2 separate regions of the Sus scrofa genome follow, and region 1 is linked to region 2. Evidence: chromatin contacts called from public Hi-C data. All regions are on one chromosome and are shown on one strand. The core of a region is the stretch at or near the end of the contact, and the rest is flanking DNA. Distances in the headings are between cores, read along the strand shown.

Region 1 (4,242 bases), core at 247-2,746, 190 kb after region 2:
TATTAAGAGGCATGAAAATGCATAAACTCACTTATAAATAAATGTAATATAATTATAATTTACCCAGTGAAAAAATAGCTAAAATCCATGAGTAAACTGGATTTTATATTTGAAATGACTACATATTTGATCTCCAATAATTTCCCCCTGCATCATGATCTCTTAGTAGCAGCGATTTTACAATGACTATAGAAAAAGCTGTTACCAGTGATGATCATAGGGAGGGAAAATTTTTAAGAATTGTCTTTAAAAATGAACCAGTGCAAACAAATTCAGATTATAAGGGATACAGTAAGACCTGGGGCTTATCTTCATAAAAGTAGAAAATAAAAATCCCGAACATTCATTAAGAAATGAAAAAGCAAACTACATTTTGATCATTGAAAAGTAATACATATGGACGTTATAAAACATTCGTAACCAGTGATTACAATAATTACATTTACATTTATAAATGTTCATTCAAGTACCAGTGATCAATAAACATTCAAAGTCTCATTAAAAGTCACACGAGATATAGATACATGAGAACAATGCTTCTTTTGATTTAACAAAAATCATGTCAGTGACCTTAAAATGCTGTATTTTTTTTTTTTGTCTGTAAATGATTTTTCACAGTCTGTACATTTTATCTGTGAGGACCCAAAGACCATCTCACAACAGCTAGTTAAGAAGTCTTTTCTATAAAATGAATTTTGATATTAGAGATAAACATTCTAAAACACATCTGACTTAAAAATAACAGGGAAGAATCAGTTTTCTTTGGCAAGAAATGATTAATTCCTTACCAAATGTTGGTCTGCTATTGTGCAGACACTATCTTCTTTGGTATTTACCAAAGAGCCATTTAATGAACTGAAAAGATTTCATAAACTCTGGTACCATGAGAGCAATGTAGAGCTTATGTCAAAATTGTGCTGAAATAATCAACCTCTTTTCCTTGATAACTGTGGTTAATGGATCTTCCTTCCAAAAGCTCCCTCCTAATTCTGGCCTGAGTCTCAGGCCTTAACATAAGTTCCTTTATCTGTTTCACTTTGGACTTCAGACCCATCCTTTCTCGACGCAAAGCTTCATTAATTAAGTCCCGGATTCCCACAGGTTTCTTGCCTATGGAGAAAAAAAATTATATAATACATTTTACATATGAATACCAATGAAAAACACTAAACGTGGCACAGTGACTTATCAAAAGAGGGTTAAAAAGAAACCTTTAAAATGCTGCCCACATTTTATAGAAAAGGTTGCATTTCACCAAAAATATATCATTTACATGAAACAAATTTACTGTAAATAAAGATCACTGCATAGTGACAGCACACACAGGACAAACATGAAACAATATAGCTAACTAGATGGAGAGTAATTTCAACAGTGATCGTTTGAAATGTAGCACTTGTTAGCTTTGTGCCTTTTGGCCGAGATAAGGTAGTCAAATGCCCTGCTCAGCAATATAAGTGGCAGTATTCCATTTATGGCAAGGCCCCTTCCATGGCCTTTACTTTGAGTTCACAGGGCAGAACCCAAAGTCCCCTCTCCCTTGACCACAGCAGAGGGCAAGTGACACCTGGGCCATTCTTCCTTCATCAATTAATTTCCTCTGATAGGCAGCACTGCATTTCTCGTCTGCTGTGTTTCAGAAATGCAAACACACCGATCATGAAAATATTAGGCAATCTCCACAGACTGGACAACGGATACTTAAACAGCACGATGCAAATCAGTCCATTGACTCGGCAGAGGGGAGCAGGGTTGCTTCTCACGGAGCAGTGGGGGCCTGCCTGCATTCGGGTCTCATTTCCTGTTGTTGTCACTGTCAGTGCCATTCCTATCAGCCTCTTCAGTTTTCACAGAGCTCCCATCCCCTGGCTTGTTTTTGTTCTGTGTTTCTTCCAGATACTGCTGGACGGCCTTGAGCACCGCATTCTCCACCAGCCTCTTACTGAGCCTTACCAATTCAGCATCATCGGGCTCACCTCCATTCTTATCACCTACATTCCACAATAGAGAAGAGAGGTCACTGAGATCATATTGCCATAGAAACTCGGCGTGCAGGGGCTGGCTAGTTCAGTTAGTTAAAGAAAGCAAGCGTCCTTCAGTCTGGTAAACTGGACCTATAAATCCAAGGATACTGGGCTTGGCTTTTCATTTGGTATTTGCAGAAGCAAGCAGCTGACTGTACCTGAAGGCTTCAGGTTGAAAAGCAGTTCATTAGCTCCCATCTAAAAACACTTTACCTAGCAATGCAGGAAGGTCCCCATTTCTACAGGGGATTTTTGTTTGTCTCTCATCCGCGATTGACAGCTACTACTGAAGTCCATGGGCCTACCACCTGGATCCTCAGACATGGGAAATCACCAACTAGATCTGTGTCTGCTTCATCATTCCCACAAGTCAGGTAATCGGGATTTTCCAATCAACTAACCTCTTGGGATCCAGTAATTTTCTAATACTTGGCCTGGATGGTTGTTAACAAACTCTCAGCACTCTCATTAAGACGAAGGCAGTTACTCCTGCTAGGAACCAGCTAAAAATCAGCTTTTAAACTAATCTTTTTAATCTCAGTGCTATCACTGCAATTTAAGAAACAGGAACTCTTCAAGGAAGAGCTGGGATTATGGTAGTAAATTACTAGACGTTAATATCTTATGGCCATTTTGCGTCCCTGCTAGTGACGACTGAGGTGTAATTATCCCTTCATTTTTCTGCAAAAGGGCTGGTTCTCATCTGTTCAAATGCTGCATATTCCCCACTCACTCTCTTTCTTGTCTCCCTGAACTGAGGGAAAAAACTAGGGGGCTCACCTCTCATGTCCATTCAGTCCTTCATCTCCTTCCACTGAGCTGTGGACCCAGGAAGGCAGATGATTAAAAGCAAAGACATCTGAGCATCTACATACATTAAGTAAATGCTAACAGACCTCAAAGGAGTGATAGACAGAAATACAATAAGAGCAGAGGACTTTAATACTCTACTTTCAACAATGGATAGGTCATCCAGACAGAACATCAATAAGAAAACATTAGACTTGAACTATACCTGAGGCCAAATGGACCTAAGAGACATACAAAGAACATTCTATCCAATAGCACCAGAATATACATTCTTCTCAAGCACATATGGACCGTTCTCCAGGATAAATTATGTGTTAGATCAGAAAACAAGTCTCAGCACATTTTCAAAAAGTGAAATCAAACCAAGTATTTTTCTGACCACAACGGTATGAAACGAGACATCAAGAACAAGAGGAAAACTAGAAAATTTACAAATAAATAGACATTTAACAAACATTCAAAACAACGAATGAGTCAAAGATAAAATCAAAAGGGAAATTTTTAAAATCTATCTTGAAACAAATGAAAATGGGAACACAACACACCAAAACTTATCCAACAAAAGCACTGCTAAAAGAAAAGTTTATAGCAATAAATGCCTACATTAAGCAAAAGAATGATCTCAAGTAAACAACATAACTTAACACCTCAAGGAACTAGGAAAATAAGAACAAACTAAGTTTAAAACTAAGCAGAACTAAGGACATAAAACTCAGAGCAGAAATAAACAAAATAACAAAATGAAGGATAGAAGTCATATGATCATCTCAACAGATGCAGAAAAAAACTGACAAAACTCAAAACTCTTTCATGATAAAAACTCAACAAACTGGGTATGAAAGGAACATATCTCAACATAATAAATGCCGCATATGACAGGTCATATGCTAACACACTCAATAGTAAGAGGTTGAAAGCTTTCCCTCTAAAATCAGAAACAAGGCAAAGATGCCCACCCTTGCCATTCTTATCCCACAGAGTAATGGAAGACCCAGCAAGAGCAATCAGGCAAGAAAAAGAAAAAAGGCGTCTAAACCAGAAAGGAAGAAGTAAAATGGTCTCTGCTCATAACATGATCTTGTGTATAGAAAATCCTAAAGATTCTACCAAAAAACAAGTTAGACCTAATAAATGAGTTCAGTAAAGCTTCAAGATACAAAATCAACATACAAAAGTCAGTTGCATTTCTATACAGTAACGATGGACTATCTGAAAAAGAAATTTAAAAAATAAATAATTCCATTTAAAATAGCATCAGAAACAATGAAATACTTAGGAATAAATTTAACCAAGGAAGTGAAATATCTATACACTGAAAACTATAAGACATTGATGAAAGAAACTGAAGACACAAATAAATGGAAAAATACCCCCATGTTCTTCGATTGGAAGAGCTGCTATCATTAAA
Region 2 (4,892 bases), core at 1,902-4,401:
AAAATTGATATGTGCCTATTGTAAAATATTGAAAATATTGAGAAAAGAAAATGAACATTACCCACAATCTACCTCCCATACATAAATACTGCTTATATTCTGCTATGTTTCTGTCTAATATTTTATGTATCTACATATGTTATTCATGAGAAAAAATTTTGCTTATCGAGAACAATTTTATATCTTTCTTTATTCTCTTAGAATTATTTCCTGAACATTTCCTATAGTAGTAATGATTTTTAATTAAAGTGCTATCAATAGTCTATCGCATTATCATATCATAATTAATTTGAGTCATGAATATTTAGATTGCTTCACTCTTCACTACTGTCAAATTACTGTGTTAGACTTTAAAGGTTATCCACTCTACAGGCTCTCATACAATTGCCAAGATAAAACTAATATCAAATGAGAGTATTTCACCAGCTTAAAAGAGAGGCAGCTCTTATAGGAATTGCAAAGGGAAATGGTGAGCATTATGCAGCTAGCTCTTGCAAACGTTCAACTGCAAGAGGAGTTTGGAGTTCTGTTGCATAATCTTCCCCATGGTAATCTATGAAGCATGATATGAATATTAGGATTCTATGTGTCATAATAGGATTGAAGATAGTGCGATATTGTGAAAAGTTCATAGATTCTGGAATCAGAAAAGTCCGGCTTTGAATCTTGAGTATTAGACCTTGAAGAGCATCTACAAAATGGGGACAATAATAAACTTTGAGTGATTCTTGTGAAGAATATATTCACTAATGTATGTATATATCCAATACAGTGTCTTTTATAACAAAAGCTCAATAAAGTGGTGGCTACTATTATTTTTTAATGTGTATGTATATGTATATATCTATATCTCTTTAACTTCACACTATTGGGCAAGGCAGTGTCTTTTATCTGACTCGAGTGACCCCGTATAGATATTCTAGAGGACAGTGACTTGCAAAAATTCCTTCTCATGTAAGTAGAAAGAACTCTTCAAAACAAAAATTTCTCCATTAGTTGTGAAATAGATGTCTTAACAGAAACTGTTAGCAGAGTGGCTGATCAGTAACAAAAATTGATCTATTTATCATTAAGGACGACAATTGGAAGTTAAAAACCTCCACCCCAGGAATGGATTTTCTATCCTCTAGTGTCATACAAACTCCTCAGAGGTTGTATTTTATCTTTTTCATTAAAATAACTCTCAAAGATAACTGGGAGTTTAGGGTTAGTAGATGCAAGCTACTGCATTTAGAATGGATAAGCAATGAGGTCCTACTGTGTAGGTCCAATCACTTGGGATAGAACATGATGGAAGATAATATGTAATATATATATATATTCTTTTTCACTGGGTCACTTTACTGTACAGCAGAAATTGATAGAAGATTGGAAATCAACTATACTTTAATAATTTTTTTTTTCTTTTTGGGGCCACACTTGAGGCATATGTAAGTTCCCAGGCTAGGGTCGAATCAGAGCTGAAGTTGCTGGTCTATGTAACAGCCACAGCAACAGCAGATCAGAGATGCATCTGCAACCTACACCACAGCTCATGGCAAGGCTGCATCCTTAACCCAGTGAGCAAGGCTGGGAATTGAACTTGTGTCCTCATGGATATTAGTTGGGTTCATTACTGCTGAGCCACAGTGTGAACCTCAATAAAAAATTTGTTAATAAAAATAAATAAATAAAAGATAAATTAATTTTTATCAACTAGAAAGTAGGGCTTGGAGCTCCTTCTCTTAAACAATGTCAGTTGGAAGAAGGAAGAGCATTAGAATGCCCTCATGACCACAGCAGGGCTACCTGGTCATCCTGGACACCTTTAAACCCCCTATCCTGGTGCCGTCATGCAAGCTGGGAGCCATGGATATGTAGATATGGACATCTGGTTACTGCTGTGGTACAGGTTCGATCCCTGGCCAGGGAACTTCTGCATGCTGTGGGTGTGGCCCCCCAAAAATAAAATAAAATTTTAAAAATAAATAAATCAGCCAATAAAGACACCAGCCTCTTCATCTAAGAGCCACTCCCACTGTGGCTCAGCAGGTTAAGAACCCCACATAATGTCCTTGAGGATGCGGCTCCGATCCCTGACTTCCCTCAGTGGGTTAAGCATGCGGTGTTGCTGCAAGCTGTGGCATAACTGGCAGATGCAGCTCAGATCCAGTATTGCTATGGCTTTGGTGTAAGCCGGCAGCTGCAGCTCCATTTCGACCCCAGCCTGGGAACTTCCATATGCCAAGGGTGTGGCCCTAAATAAATAAAGCTCCCTCGTAGGAAAAGGTAACAGTACCTCCTTGAGTGGAGGAGAAGCAAGTTCAATCCAGGAAAACATCTCGTGTGCACATTTCACTAACTTGAATCCCATGATAGGGTCCTTTGAAGTACCATCTCAGAGTGGGCACCCTATTGGAACAGGCAGCACATTTCCTGAAAATCAATTTCCCAAGAGGGGCTTCAGCTTTCTTACCAAGTTTGAGGGTTGTGTGGATGTCTGGAGTCGGCTAAATAAAATATTACCTGCCATGAGTGCTCACAGTCACACGGACCGTGGGCTGTGTGCAACGTCCCTGTGGAGAGAGAAAACTAGGCCAGCCCTTTGTGGGTAACGGAGGCCATGAATAATGTACAGAGCATGCAGCTTCTTTTCATGCAGTTCTTACTGTGCTACTATTTGTGACCATTTTAGAACGTAGAAAATGCAGGGAAAGCAGGAGGGGGCAAACCTTAAAATATGTGTCAAGCAAAAAGAACCACCACCTAGACGTTGCTTTCTCCTATTGTGTCATGTATGGTTACCGGAGAGAGAATGAATACAATGATTTCTCTGTCGATGGGGTAATAAGCTTAGCTCACACTGAGAGAGCTTGCTTGCTGTCAAAGTTGTGTTAAGTATTCTACATTATCATCTTATTAAACCCCATGAATTTTCCAGTTAATACAGCATCTTTTAAGAAAATTAAATGTGGAACAAAGTCAAGAAAACATGAACAAGTGCTCCAGGTACTTGAAGTCAACAGGCGAAGCCAGAAATCCTGGTTTGTCCTCGAGGTTATTAGCGTCAGCTTCTATGAGGTCGTTTGCCAGACAAGTTTATTGGACAGTTATAGCTGGGTGAGCCACCAAGTGGAACGACTTAGGGAAGCACAAAGTAGTCCTCTTGGGAAAGAAAAGCAAACACGTTTGGAACATCTAGTGCTATTTGTAATTTTCCCCTGTGACGCTGAGGACAGAGGCGTCAGCATTCCCATCAGAATGGAGGGGACCAGATGTCCATCAGGCAACATTTGGAAATCCTCCCCTGTTTGCCTAGTCCATCATATAAAGCACCTTGTAGAAGGTGGGTTCCCTGTCTCAAAGGAGTTTACAATCTATTATAAGGAAAGGAAAATAAACTCCCACTTTTTTTTTTTTTTAATAAAGTTGTATGTGAACCGTAAAAGTAGCCTGAGCCTTCTAGATTGGCGGGAAGGAATCAAGTGATGAAAAACAAAAGCAGTGGGGGTCAAGGAGCCAGGTGGAGGCCCCAGATTTGGGGGGGGGTCTCAGGGTCAGGGGATGCTTAGGCATGAAGAGGGGAGTCGTGGAAAGCATCCAAGACCACTCTGGGCTGGAGAACACAAGGGAAGAAGGAGAAAATTACGTCCCTGGTTATGGGTCTCATCCAGGTCACATCAGGCTTTCCCGGATCTGTGTCTGAGGTGCGACATCTTCTCTCTGCACCACGGACCTCCCAGGACCCCTCTTCTCCCTCCTGAATGTAAGCAGCCTGACTACAGCTCCTTCAACATCAGAGCCCGGGAGAGGCACCGGTGAAGGGTGCCTGGCCTCCCAGAGCCCAGTGTTCTCTTTCACTCTCATCTCTGACCCTTGCTGGAGGTCTGAGTGTGCTCAGCACACTGCCGTGCCCCCTGTCCTCTCAGGAGTCAGCCAGTCCCTCTTTTCGGTAGCCTAGCGTAACTTCATTAAGCAAGCGCTTGGTTCCAGCCGTGCCCAAGAAGAGCTCCAGCCTGTTCATAACAATGTGATAACAATAGGAGAACATGATTCGTTAGATCCCATATTCCAGGCAGTGAGTTTAACCATGCTCAGCTAGGATCATGGCATCAGGGGCAGGCGAGAGTCTGTCACGTGGCCACGTCTCTGTGGACACATGCTGCTGATGCTAATGGTCTTTTAGTCCCTTGGTGGCCGCTGCCCCGGACCCCTCTGCTTTTAGGCAGCAAGATCCACAAAGCTCTCTCCTACTGCACCACCCCAAGGAATCTTCGGGTCCACGGATCCACTCAGCCACATCTTCTCTAGAAGTGGGAGAAAACCCAAACCTCCCCCATGGTAGCCCTCTTTCTTCTCAGTGCCTCTTGGTGCAAACATTAATGTGTGAATTTCTCCTGATTTTGTTCTTGACATTCGAAGATAAGATTTTCAGACTTCTGAAAATGAAATAATCACATTTCTTGGGACCTTCAAATACTGGGACCTTCAAATACTGGCTCTTGAAATTGAAAATTATGTTTTGAAGATTACCATCTCTCTTTGGGGAGTTCCTGTCATGGCTCAAGGGTTAAGGAACCCAACTAGGAACCATGAGGTTGCGGGCTCGATCCCTGGCCTCTCTTGGTGGGTTAAGGATCCAGTGTTGCCATGAACTGTGGTATAGGTCACAGATGTGGCTCGGATCAACATCACTGTGGTTGTGGTGTAGGCCAGCAGCTGTGGCTCCAATTAGACCCCTAGCCTATATGCCATGAGCGTGACCCTAAAAATCAAAAAATAAAAAATAAAAAAAATCAACATCTCCCTTACCCAGAAGTTCACAAGAATCTCTGTAGAGATCCCAAAGTCAGCCATTCGACTCCTCTCTTACCTTTCCTGTCTTGAGAGTAGTCATGTTCAAAGCCATCTTT

What was found. A called contact is a pair of places that touch in the nucleus more often than the background predicts.
Region 1: a contact with region 2 is called in a Hi-C map of liver, with 2.1 times the contacts expected there. The contact joins two enhancer-like sites. A contact is called at or near these places in 1 of 5 promoter capture datasets (liver), 3 of 47 Hi-C or Micro-C datasets (all in liver) and 1 of 2 datasets of contacts at active chromatin or transcription factors (alveolar macrophages).

Annotation. Positions count from the first base shown.
Region 1 is chr1:32,221,080-32,225,321 of Sscrofa11.1, forward strand. It overlaps AKAP7 (A-kinase anchor protein 7), which reads right to left. Exons shown (of 9, transcript XR_002342908.1): 9 at 1-1,110. Among named protein-coding and RNA genes, the nearest start is that of AKAP7, 140 kb to the right of the region's middle. Within about 2 kb of position 1,497, at least 10 of the 83 cell types and tissues checked have an H3K27ac peak or open chromatin away from gene starts, as enhancers often do. A contact at or near this core is called in liver, where this site is marked.
Region 2 is chr1:32,034,065-32,038,956 of Sscrofa11.1, forward strand. It overlaps LOC106508846 (a long non-coding RNA gene), which reads right to left. Exons shown (of 6, transcript XR_001305923.2): 5 at 4,853-4,892; 6 at 2,195-4,744. Among named protein-coding and RNA genes, the nearest start is that of ARG1, 16 kb to the left of the region's middle. Within about 2 kb of position 3,152, at least 2 of the 83 cell types and tissues checked have an H3K27ac peak or open chromatin away from gene starts, as enhancers often do. A contact at or near this core is called in liver, where this site is marked.